2 separate regions of the Mus musculus genome follow, and region 2 is linked to region 1. Evidence: chromatin contacts called from public Hi-C data. All regions are on one chromosome and are shown on one strand. The core of a region is the stretch at or near the end of the contact, and the rest is flanking DNA. Distances in the headings are between cores, read along the strand shown.

Region 1 (6,780 bases), core at 3,162-5,661:
TATCTGTGCTGCACTAGGAGACAGCTTAAAAGACCCAGAGCCTGACCTGGTTAAATAGGTTCATGGCTAGCAGACCCACAGGGTGAAAGCATTTGTTAATGATTTAGGACTCTTCCCTTCCAGGTTCCTAGGAGAAAAGGGGAGCTACAGGGCTGTCAGAACAGGACAGAACTGGCCAAGAGAACGGAGAAAGGCTTCTCTGTACTTAGATTTGTTTCCTGTGTTTTCAGCAATTTTTAATTATGTGCTTTGGGAACTTTTTTTTTTTTTTTTTTAAGAACATGCACACTCGTGTGTGTGTGTGTGTGTGTGTGTGTGTGTGTGTGTGTGTGTCTACCGGCTGAATCCGAGACATTGACCCCAGGATAAGTGCTAAGCATCATTCTGCTAAGTCATCTCACAAGCCCCTCCCCCACTGCTCTTTTAGACACCTCCCTCCCTCGCACTGTCCTTTAAAATGGTGACCTTAAACTCTGCTGCAAAAATTATCTTGAACTCTCAACCTTCCCATCCTCACCTCTCAAGTGCTGGGATTGCATGAATGCTTTACTGGATTGGGCTTCATATTCTCTCTCTCTCTCTCTCTCTCTCTCTCTCTCTCTCTCTCTCTGTGTATGTGTGTGTCCATGTTCACATGTGACTATGTATGTGCCTGTGGGTGGAAAGAGGTTAATATAGGGTGTTGATTCCCAGGAGCTAGCTGTATGTTTTCTGAGATAGGGTCTCTCACTGAGACCTATGGTTCAGACATTCACTTGGGCTGGCTGACTAGAGAGCCCCAGGGATACTCTTGTCTTTATCTCTCTGGGGCTGGGATTATAAACAAGAACAACCACACTGGCTTTTAACTTGTGTGGTGGTTTGAATGAGAATGCCACCCCCCTCCACCCTCCCACCCCATCCCACTCCCGGACTGGAGAGATGGCTCAGCAGTTAAAAGCACTGACTGTTCTTCCAGAGGTTCTGAGTTCAATTCCCAGCAAGCACATGGTGGCTTACACCATCTGTGATGGGATCTGATGCTCTCTTCTGGTGTATCTAAAGACTGCTACAGTGTATTCACATAAAATAAATAAACAAATCTAAGAAGAAGAAGAAGAAGAAGAAGAAGAAGAAGAGGAAGAGGAAGAGGAAGAGGAAGAGGAAGAGGAAGAGGAAGAGGAAGAGGAAGAAGAAGAAGAAGAAGAAGAAGAAGAAGAAGAAGAAGAAGAAGAAGAGAATGCACCCCTCCCCATTGGCTCATATGTTTGAGTACTTGGTCCCCAGTTGGTGGAACTGTTTGGGAAGGATTAGGGGGTGTGGCTTTATTGGAGGAAGAGGTCAATGGGCATGGGCTTTGAAGTTGAAAAGACTCCTGCCATTTCCAATGTAATTCTTTCTGTCCCCTTCCCTTTCCAACCATGTGAGCACTCAGCTGCCTTTGCACTGCCATCATAGACTCTAACCCTCTGGTGCTGTAAGCCCAATTAAATGTCTTCTGCTGCAAGAAGTCATTCTTTGGTCCTGGTGTCACATCACTGCCTTGAAAGAAAGAGACAGACATGGGTGCTGAAGTTTGAACTCAGGCTCTCACATTTATCCAGCAAGCACACTACCAACTGAGTCACCTTCACAGCACTTCCTATTATTTTCTTTTTGGGAGCGGTTCAAGACAGAGTTTCTCTGAGTATCCCTGGCTGTCCTAGAACCAATGGCCGTAGACCAAGCTGGCCTTGAATTCACAGAGATCCTCCTTTCCTCCACCTCACCCCCAAACCCTTCCTTCCTTCCTTCCTTCCTTCCTTCCTTCCTTCCTTCCTTTCTTTCTTTCTTTCTTTCTTTCTTTCTTTCTTTCTTTCTTTCTTCCTTTCTTTCTTTCACCCAGTAAGTCCAATCTTGTTTTACCTATACATACATAGGCGTGGAGCCATTTCCTGAAGAACGGGCAACTTACCAGTGGATACAGCCTCCCCACTCCCTCCCACCACACACACAAGACTTATGCTCTCCTTCCTCTTTCCTCCATCAGCTATTAACCACCTCAACTAGAGGTAGGATCTCCCTGTCCCTTTTGGAATGTTTACCAGCCTGTTCTTGTTGCAGGTAACCACAGCTGCTTGTAAATTTGAGAGTGCCATGACCATGCCATATCCAGAAGGCAGAAATTCCCAGCATGCCTCATTCCCGGCTCGTACATCCTTCCTCCTCCTCTTCTGCGATGCTCCTAAGCCTGGGGTCATCTGCGAAGGCTGCTACTTAGGGATGAGCAACACTGTCACTTCTCAGCATGTTGACTGCTTGAGTCTCTGCATTAACTGCTGCCCATTGCAAAAGGAAACTTCTCTGACTGCAGCTTAAAGAAGCACAAACCTATGGGTTTAACTATAAATAGTTAGGAGGCAATTTAACAACATAACCATAGCAAAACGATAATAGTAGGTTCCTCAAGAGCCTTTGACCTCCCCAGCCATGGGCTTCGACCAGGGTTACAGTACCAAGAATGTGGTAAGAGGTATAGTGGAAGTCTGTTTTCAAACCTGCACTTACGTATTTGTGCAGATTTGCATGTGTGCACACACACACACAGACTAAGAGCATAGACTTCCGTGGCATTACTCAGGCACCATTCACTTTATTTCTTGAGAAAAAGTCTCACACTTTTACCTGAGCTTCAGCTGATTGGCCAGGCTTGCTGGCCAATAAATTCAGTGCAGGAGTTGCGAGTGGGCACCACTACACCAGCTTTGCTAGGGGCTCTGAGGGACCAACTCGGATCCTCAGGCTTATTAGGTGAGCGGAGCTCTTTCCCCAGCATTTTCTGGTTTGCGTTTTCTTTCCATTTCTTCTGCATCTGACATAGCTACCCTGTGAGCAAACCTCAGCAAAACTTTGAGAAAAGTGAATCTGGCCTTTCTACACACACTGCCTTTTAGCCCCTCTCTAATGTGTGTGTGTGTGTGTGTGTGTGTGTGTGTGTGTGTGTTGCGGGGGTTGGGGCTGCATGGATGCATGCATCAGTGCATTGCTTTCTGCCTTATTGTCTCTCACTAGTTGGAACTTTGAGAGCTTGTGATTTCTGCTAGTCTGGCTACCAGTGAATTCCCAGGATCTACCTGACTTTATGCCCCATGCATGTGCTCACAGCTCTGCCTGGCTTTACATGGGTGCTGGGGATTCAAACTCACGTTCTCCTGTTTTCACCAACAGTGTTCTTACCCACTAAGCTGCCGCCTCAGCCCCTTCTCTCTGATCTGAGTTTCTGTGTGTGACAACCACCCCACAACTCCTGCCAGACCCTGATAATCTCTCCCAGCTATTGTCCAAAGCATTGTCCAACCATATCACGACTGTTTTCCTTTTTCTAACACACACACACACACACGCACACACACACATGTGCACACATACACACACACACACACAGGCACAGAATTCTTGTTTGTTTGTTTGTTTGAAACAGTGTCTCACTATAACATGGCTGACCTGTTAGTCATTATGTGGCATTTAGGTTGGCTGTAGAGTGCTGGAAATTATAGTCTGCCACCATGCTTGGTTTCTTCTGATTTATTTCTAACCCTCTGGCTCCCTGGAAGTCATCTCTGGCTTGCATCTTCCTAGCTAAGACTCAGGGAATATGAGTGAATATTGACTTCATAAACTGGTTATTTAGAGTCATTAAACACAATGTTTGGAAATATGAATCTGGCACTGATTTAAGAGTTAGAAACTCAAGGAGGAAGAAGAGATCCTCACCATAAAGGTCTCTTAGTCATTTCACATAGAGAGGATTATAGAACCAGGACCACATGGTAGTCCATGTGACCCCAGCCTCTGGGAATGCTCAAGTAGGAGGGTCACAAGTTTGAAGCCAACCTGGGAAACTTAGAGACTATTCCAAAATAAAATAAAATGTCAAAGTCATGGAGATTGATCGATATTAGGGCACTTGTCTAACATGCACGACGCCCTAGGTTTTGTCCACACACACACACACACACACACACACACACACACACTATAGGATGATGTGGGACATTTCATAGAACCAAGAAGAGACGAGTCAACTAGTTTCTGAAAGAAAAAGGTGTTAGGAAGGGTTCCTAAGAGGCGCCTCACAGGATGAGGCAATATAAACAAGGCTTAGCCTTCTATGGTGACGAGAACAGCAGTGTCTGCAAGACCAAAGGCTTGATGGGAAGAAAAAGCCCCCACTCCTGTGCCCCACTCCTGTGTTCACTCGTGTCTGGGTGCGAATGTTCCTACCTGTGTAAGCATGTGAGCACCTGTGTGTGATCCTGAGCCTTGACTGGTGCCAGGTGTGCTCAGCAGCGAGTGGCAATCGAGGGAGAGGAGCCTCCGGGAAGGGGAAGTCAGCGTCCTAGAATATCAAGTGCTGCACCTGGGCAGAGACCCAGGGCTGAACACACCCACTCACCACTCACATGGCAGCTTCTTGAAAGCCGTTGGGCCTGAGCCAGGCTCCGCGGTGCCCAGGGAGGAGAAGGAGGTGAGAGGGTGAGTTAACATTTATTGTCCACACTTCAGGACAAGGGTCTCTGCTATTGCAGTTTACTCTCAAGGCCACTGAAGACATAACCCCAGCTTCCGACCGCAGATAAGAAAACAGGCACAGAAAAGTCAGAGTCATTTCACACAGACCCAGTAGAACCAGAAACAAGTTCCTCAAATTCAAACCACTGAGCACTAAGGAGATGAGATTTCAGAAATGTGACCTTTGCTGGAGAGTGACAGGAAGTCCCTGGAGATTAGGGCACATTTATAGGCAGAGAGAAAGTCACCTGGAGACACGGAGCAATGATTAGCAGAGCAAGGTTCAGGAAGATAAAGCCAGGCCCTTTGGCAATCAGACCTCTGAGGCCGTGCTTACAGCGGAACCCAGAGAGAGAAACCAGGTGAAGTGGCCTTTGTAAAGAGGGGCCACCATTATGGCAGATTGGTGGCCATGGCTGTCGGCAGAGACAACAGAAAACAGATGTATCGTCAGGACTCTCTAGAGAAATGGAGCCAAGATCGGGAAGAGGGCATGTTGAACCCAGGAGAGGAAAGGGTTCAAGTCCGAATGGAGGCATAGGGAAGAACTACTGGTTCACTTTAAGTCCAAAGGCAAGGAGAAACCTGAAAGCTGACCAAGCAGGAGCAGCTTCAACGGATTCAGTGAGGCCCACACAGGTTAGATCGTTCCAGTAGTTCACTGTTTACCGTGTCTGCATTCAAATATTATCTTGTCAGGATGTCCCCAGTCACACCAGCGTAATGCTTTACCGAAAGTCTGCTCATTGCTGGCACAGTCTACACACTCAACAAACCATGGCGAGAGAGCGTGCGCGCACACACGAAAGAGAGAGAGGGGGGAAGAGAGGAGAGAGAGAGAGAGAGAAAGAGAGAGTGCTTGGAGGGGCAAGAGGGCTCTGGCAATGGTCCTGACAAGCGACAGGGCCTTAGACCAACTTCAGCCGATCGATCATCCAAGAGCAGGCAGGCCTGCTCCAACATCACATCCCTTCCAAGAGTAGGTTCCAAGCTCCAGTTGGTAAATTATTTACAATTTTTATTATTAGCCAGAAAAGGTGCCTGTTTTCTGGCTGACATTTAATGACTCTGAGTCTTGCCAACCTTAACTCTCACCTTCTGTCAGGTACAGGATACACGTGGCCAGCCCTGCTGAGTGCCTGACCCCTGGACCTTCCCACACACACTGCACCAATGTGGTGGCTGAGTGGCTCTGGGACCTGGCTCGTCACTGTCTCTCAGAGAGTCAGAGCCAGAATTTATTCGTTTGTTTGTTTATAGACAGGGTCTCGTTATGTAGCACTGATTAATTTGGAGTCTTTACGTAGACCAGGCTGGACTTGAACTTGTCGACAAACTGTCTTTGCCTGCTGATGTTGGAATTGCAATTGTGCACCACCACGCCCAGCTGAAGACAGAGTTAAGTCCACCATCGATTAGAGCCTGAGACCCACAGCTTACCCTCGATACGCTCACAAGAAGCCAACCCTTAAATTACATTTCTTCTTAGAGGGGCAGGGACCAGGGGCATGGTTCTGTGGACGGAGGCCCTTGCTATACCGTCGGAACACTGTTCAAGCACAGCGTCATGAGTGAGGAATTCTGAGTGCTTGTGAGAAGACTCATCTCAGTGTCTTCAAAACATAGAACTGTTCTTGGAATGTGTTTCTGTGCGCCCCTCCCCCCAGGCATAGCAGACAGGAATGAGTTTACTTCAGCTGTTGCTATTCATGTGCCTCTGTGGGAAAACATGCTTCAGTCACACGTGGCTTGTCCTGGTGATCACACACCTTATCACGATAATCTTCTGAACCTTAAGACTGTAAAGTGCCTGGTGCTCTGAGTAGTGTTAGCTGTTGCATAAGTCTTTAGTCCACCTCATTTTTAGGCTCCACTCTCCTAGACTTACACCACCAACTAGAGAGGTAAACTTCGTACAATCATGGAGACCTGAGTCCCATCCTTGGAAGCCACATGGTGGAAGTAGAGATCTAAGAACGGATCCCACGGGCTGTCTGCTGGCATCACTGTCGCATGCACCTCACATGTTACCTATAAAACAAATAAAGTTTTAAAATAAAAATAACAAGTAGGATTTCAACACAATCTGGGTGTGGTGGCACATGCCAACACTTGGGAGGTGAAAGCCAGAGGATCAGGGGTCCAAAGTCATCTTTGGCTACACAGAGAGTTCAAGGTTAACGTGACATACACAAGAAGATGTCTCCCAGCAAAATAAAATAAAATAAAGAAACAAACAGAAAACCGAAG
Region 2 (6,467 bases), core at 3,394-5,893, 540 kb after region 1:
TAAAATTATGTGAAGTAAATCAGGAATTCTATAAAATCATGATCAGGAACTATGAAATAATCAATTTGTCAATATAGCACATTACTACATGATGGTATATCTTTGTAGATCTGCAGAAAATCTGCCCAATAGGGTGGGCTAATGCCCAGGAGTCATTAGACTATGTACTAATGACAGGAAAAGCCTATCAGCTGCAAGAAGAAATCCTGAGTCTCTTGGGACCTTGTCTCTCAGAGCTCAGACATTGTAGGCCATGCAAAAACCAGTGGCCACCTCTAAGAAAGTCACCTGCTAGCCTTAGCCTCTCCTAACACTCCTGGACGGCTCCTGACACTTCAACAATTAATAGCAACAGAAAAAAAACTAGGAGGAGGAGGAGATGCTGTGTCGATATAGACATCAGGAAGAAGCAAACAAAGACAAGGGACACCAGACAAACGTATGTTCAGGAGCAGTCATCAGCTTTCTGATGGATAAGAGAGAACGTGCCCCAGGCAGACCCCTTTCAGAGATTAGCAAGGAGCCCAGCATTCTAACAGTAGCTAATGGGTAACAGTGTCTGTCCTAAGGCTCTCAGAAACTGCCCGAGAGAGGGAGATCCCAGAAGTTACTGTGTAGAAGTGGCACTGACCTGGGTGGGTATGGAGACAGGTTCAGTTTCAACAGGGAAAGAGATATATATACATGGGACTGACAGGAAGAGTGGATAACCCAGTGAGAGAAAGCAGCCTCAGGACAGCCAGCGTGAGATTTGGGTTTCGTTTGACAAAAACACAGGCACTCGATGTTTCTGAGCAGGAAACATGAACCAGGTCTGCTTTTGTTATTTGTTTTATAAATACAGTTTTTACTATGTGTATGTGGTTATCTGTGCACCCACAGAAGCTGGAGCTGGAGTTACAGGGTGCTGTGAGCAGTTTAATGCAGGGTGGGAAAGCAAGCTCTGACTCCCTAGAACAGCAAGCTGAGCCAGCTCTCCAGCCACTATTTTGTTTTTTTAGGCAGGCTGTCTATGACCCGGGCTGGCCTCATACTCACTACGAGTAAAGGATGACATTGAAAGCCACATCTCTCTGCACCTATCTATCTAGTGTGGCACCAGGCCCCAGCTCTCACTTTCCTCTTCAAAGACTTTGGAGAAACTTTACAAACATTACCCATAATATTCTAACATGAAGCAAACTGTTCTATGGTAAGAAAGTCTTGTCACACATAGCATGTCCTCTTCGGGATATATTCTCACCCTCACCCCCCCCCCTTTCTCTCTCATACACACACACACACACACACACACACACACACACACACACACACACAATCTGAGTTTTGTATAGATTCAATGCTTTCCTTTGTAAGAGCTGACTTGGTCTCACAGCACTACAACAGTGATTAGGACACACAACGTCCAGCCAGAAGCACGCTCAGCAGCAGCAGCGTGTGCTCCTCTACTGCAGGGTCATGGTGCCTTGGACTATGTTCTTTCACACTCAGTAAGGTGAGTGTGTCTGCTCAGGAACACACTTGCAGCAGTTCTTTTAAGGGGAATGCAGTAGGAGTTATTCGAAATAGTGATGACTACTAAAAGATCATAAGCTATGAAGATGTTGGGGTGGGTTTAAAACAAAACAAAACAGCAACAAAAAAACCAAGCTATGAGGAGTGTATCTCAAACTCTTCTAGGAATCAGGTCATTGCTTTCTCTTCCCAACAGGGATCTCTGGTATATGTGCTTATAGGTGCTCCCAGCTCCGTCTCCTCCTGATTTAAACCTTATTATGCATCAAATGCACTTCTCCAAGCCATCTCAAACAATCTGGAATATTCTGGAATCTAGAATAGCTGAGGATAAATATAGAACTATGCTATTCAATTCTACAGACATTTTCTACTTTGGTAATATTCTGGAACTAATCTCTTATACATGATAACAATAGATCATTTTATAGGATTGAATTTACAGACTGAAATTGAGATATATGTTAAAAAACAGTTTCAGGTTCCTACTGTAAAACTTACAAAATCTCTAACAGACAACTGGTTTTGTTACCTTTTCCTAATCTATTTTAGCTGTTAAAAAAGTGCTCAAGAACACTAACATGGTCCCTGGGGATTCCTGAAGTTGTACAGTATCACCATGAGCTACACAGAGTTAGCACTGGCTTTAACTAAAGCAGAGCTCGTTCGTGTGTCAGCACCCCATTGATCACAGCGCTCAGCTCAACACCTCAACTTTTCTGAATTCAGCTCAAAGCAACAGTTTCTGCAGATCTCCTATCTCATCCTGTTATCTTGTTCCTATTAGAACTCTGTTCTGGGTCAGATATCTCTGATAACAGCTGGCGGACAGGAATGAACAAGCTACTCCGCTTCCCAGTCCTGCCAATCCAAAAAATCTGATTAGATGACTCATCAGTTACCTATGTTAAAAAAAGGTGATAAGCAGAAATCATTTAAACAAGGATATTCTTCAATTCTGTGAAATCCCCCAGATCTACTCACAAGAAAAAGTAGAGTCCCCAGGATAAACCGGCACCCCACACATTCGGGGTTACTCCTTGATAAAGTCCTCGTAGTCCATCAACTTTCCAAATGGTAGCCAAGCAATGCAAAATTCCTTTATATTTTGGTCTTACTTCCAGTCCATCACTCACTGCATTGAAGAGAATACAGGTGAGAAGGGATGCTGCCCATGAACCACATATAGACACAGAACACAATCAACCATAAAGGAAATATATTCACCAAGAAAACCTTGGGTAGAGGAAATTGTTTTAGTATGTTTGGTATTTTTTAATTAGAACATCTGTCAATTTGCCAAAGTATTCAGCCAGAGCACACTAAGACTTCTAATATTTTAGGAAGTAACCTTTAACCCAAAACACTTGTATGCTTGTTACAGATACTCAAGATTATAAATTCTATAAACGCACGCTTGAAACTATGACTCAGGGTGTAGGAAACTGTTTAGTGGCTTGGAATAAACACACTTTGCTCTTGTAGAGAACCTGGGTGTGATCCTCAGCACCCACATGGTGGCTCACAACCACCTGGAACTCCAGTTCCAGGGTCTGACATCCTCTTGTGAACGCTGTAGGTACTAGCCACGAAACTGGTACATATGCATTCATTCAGGCAAAACACTCATACATAGTCAATAAAATAAAATATTACTTAAAAAACAAACAAAGAAACAAATCCTAGTCAGGTGCTTCAACTCTATCAAGAATGTCAGCACGGTCTGAGGGGCAGCAGCGAAGGGAGTTGAGGAAGGGCAGCCTACAGGATATTCTTTCTCTACCAACACATACACACCTCAGTCAGACTATTTTCTAACCTTGAGCTAGTTTCCTCCATACTTTCCCACACTGTTCTCATTCCAGTCCCATACAGCTCCACACTACAGCACAACTGTCTACAGCAAAGCTCGTACCACCCGAGTGGCTCAACAATAAGGCACTACGGTTTACAGAGATGCTTGTGCCACTGAGGACCAGTTGTCAGACTCGCCCTTTCCTTTTTATCAAACAATCTTTTTTTTTTTTTTAAAGTCCTTTATATCTTTTTATTGTACCACATAAAATAGTAGCACTTTGAAGTACAGAATTCCACTATGCCTGGCTATATTTGGCATTTATTTTTATTTTGCTTCTGTAGAAAATGGAAAATACATTTGAAATATGATAATTTGAGCAAATGAAGGCTACTTAACAGGTCTGTGAACAGGCTGTAGGAAAACAATATGGAACAATGCAGTCTTAACAACTGCTTTGCTGTTTTCAGAAGTCACTTAATCCTGGAAGTAGAACATTAAGTATCTCGTACGAGGGAACACTCTGTATCATCCATATGACACCTGATTATAAAACTACATCCCACATTATAAAGTCCCACAATACAAAATAACAAGTTTACTTCATTTAGCTTTGCATGCTCCCCTCTCTAGACTTCACAAGCATCTCTCCTTGCTATTAAACCTGTACAAGATGGTGAGACAATGTGGCTGCCATCCCTCTCACAGCCATTCCATCACTTCTAGACTTACTCTCCTCTCTCACAGTCAACTGTTCCTAATCTTTTAAATCCATATTTTAGGTCTAGCATGTAAAAAGGAGATTATCACAGCATTTTTATATGCATATATCATTATACATTTTTTTTTTTTGATTTTTCGAGATAGGGTTTTCTGTGTAGCCCTGGCCGTTCTGGAACTTACTCTATAGATAAGGCTGGCCTCAGACTCACAGAGATCCACCTGCCTCCACCTCCCCACCACTCGGCTTTTATACTGTTTCTATTTCAGCCTTCTCTCCCACTGCCCTCTCTTGTATGCCCTGTTCCCTCTGTCTGGTTTGCGCATCTTCTTACTAGTAAAATGTTCTCTAAGGGATATCCTAAAAAGCGATTTGTATAGATTCTTATTACTTCTTTATCAGTAGCCACTAGAAAGGGAGTGATATAGGTTAAAGGGTATAAATGTAAACTTAAAATACAGTGAAAAGTACCTGCCAAAAGAGGTCACACAAATCATAGTCCTTTCCATGTAAGCATGTCCAGTCCTCTGCCCCCACCTACACTGTACTGAATGGAGCCTGGCAAAGAAGAATCATCTGTGTTTACCAGTGCCACGCCAAGGTGGAACAGTCAGTTCTTTCGTCATTAACCTGTCAACATTACACTACGAAATGAGATTAAAGTGCACCGGGCTTCAGAAGCCTGGGCTGGATATCACAGTTCCTTTATTAATTACATGATCTTACCCTCACTGAGCTCCAGCATCCTCCTTTGTAAAGTGGGTACATCATCCTAAGTTTTGTAAGGTTTACACAAAACACAAACCTTCAGATAGCAGGGTTATTTGCCCAGGAGAGGCATTTTGCAGCATACACGCTTCTGATGTGCCCCTTGGGTTTTGTGCCTCTCATTCTGTACAGATTTCCTTGTTCTGGGCAGCTTTCCAGTTTTCTCTCAATAATAAGCTCACAATTCAATTGTGAGACAAAAGGTAAACACCCCTGCTTTTCATGGCCATAAACCAATGCTTGCTTTACTGTTTTAAGAAGTTAATCTTAGTAATAACTGTGTGAATAACAGATAAGAATGGTTACGCACTGGTCTTCAGAAGGTGGAAAAGTTTTATAGCTAGATAGGACATCTTTTGGGAAGAAAACTGGAGATTTGGGGGCACAAATGTTGGACTGGTGGAGGAAGGAATATTAGTTTGGAAGGAAGGGTGGTGAGAGCTGTTCAGGAGTGAACTGCATTATCTCCAAAGTTCAGGTAAAGTTGTAGTTCTGAACAGGACTACACAGACGACAGGGCCTTTAAGGAAGGAATTAAGATTAAAGGGCTATTTGTAAGCCAAGGAGAGAGCTCTCACTAGAAACCAACCTGACTAGCTTCTTGATCCTGGTGATCCTTCCAGTCCCCAAATCCCTAAGAGAAAAATAATCCTTTTGTTGCTTAAGCCAAACTGTTTGTTGTGGTATTTTGTTGCAGCTCAAACTACAAAGGTACTTGGGGAGGGGGGGAAGGAACCTAAAATAATCACATACATGTTTTGATGAAGGAAATGCTACTTTCTTTTTCTAATTTAAAAAAAAAATGCCAAGGACCAGCCTTGGCTAGGTCTGGGCTCAACAAAAGAGAAATATAGTAATTGCTCTACTATCAAGGCAAAAAATTTCATTAAGTATATACAAACATGTTTGAAAAAAAAAAAAGGAAATTGTGGTGTCCTCAGGTAGAATGAATTTGAAGGCAGAGAAAACAAGAGATGAAGACCTGAATGAGTCTTCCTGCTGTCACATAGAAGTTGTATACACAGTGAGTTTCTAGTCTAAATGACCTGAGGAATTTCATGAAAGCACATCACCGTAATGGCTAGTGGTTTAACACTGAAAGATTCCAGGAGGCAGTAACTGAACAAAAAAGTTGGTATATTGAAGGAGCCAAGACAGAAGACATTAAGTTTTAAATTCTTTTTGAAGAACAGCAACAAGTACACTGGCTTTAAAAACTATGTAGTCCCACCATCCCAGGAGAAAGTGTTTCATGTGCTGGCTTAGTTACCCTCCTTTTCTCGGTCACACCTGAAGACCTTGTTTCTTACTTAGTTAATACATCCCCTTCCCTTGTGCTCTATGTGGATGGTTTGTCTCTACTTGTGTGTGTGTGTGTGTGTGTGTGTGTGTGTGAGCGTGTGTGTGTGTGTGTGTGTGTGTGTGTGTGAGTGTGTGTGTGTGTGTGTGTGTGTGTGAGTGTGTGTGTGTGTGATACTAGGTTTTGAGCTTATGACCTATGTGCCTAAGACCTACGGTAGCAGTCAATCACTGAGCTTATTCAATGCCCATTCCCAACCTCTTTCAATAGCATCTGCCTCAGCCGCTTTGTGTTTCATTGCAGAGGGTACCACTACTTTGCCAGGCCTAATTCTGCATCCCTGTAACTTTTCTTAGGACCAATTCACA

Evidence for each region. A called contact is a pair of places that touch in the nucleus more often than the background predicts.
Region 2: a Hi-C map of liver shows a contact between it and region 1, with 1.8 times the contacts expected there. The contact joins two enhancer-like sites. A contact is called at or near these places in 1 of 39 promoter capture datasets (cranial neural crest), 1 of 484 Hi-C or Micro-C datasets (liver) and 1 of 115 datasets of contacts at active chromatin or transcription factors (bone marrow-derived macrophages).

The regions. Positions count from the first base shown.
Region 1 is chr15:38,562,955-38,569,734 of GRCm38.p6, forward strand. All of the region lies in intron 2 of 2310043O21Rik (RIKEN cDNA 2310043O21 gene), which reads right to left. Gm41309 (a long non-coding RNA gene) reads right to left here. Exons shown (of 3, transcript XR_875194.2): 3 at 5,578-6,561. Among named protein-coding and RNA genes, the nearest start is that of 2310043O21Rik, 29 kb to the right of the region's middle. Within about 2 kb of position 4,412, at least 111 of the 459 cell types and tissues checked have an H3K27ac peak or open chromatin away from gene starts, as enhancers often do. A contact at or near this core is called in liver, where this site is marked.
Region 2 is chr15:39,103,333-39,109,799 of GRCm38.p6, forward strand. It overlaps Slc25a32 (solute carrier family 25, member 32), which reads right to left. Exons shown (of 7, transcript NM_172402.3): 2 at 2,500-2,650. Among named protein-coding and RNA genes, the nearest start is that of Slc25a32, 6.2 kb to the right of the region's middle. Within about 2 kb of position 4,644, at least 11 of the 459 cell types and tissues checked have an H3K27ac peak or open chromatin away from gene starts, as enhancers often do. A contact at or near this core is called in liver, where this site is marked.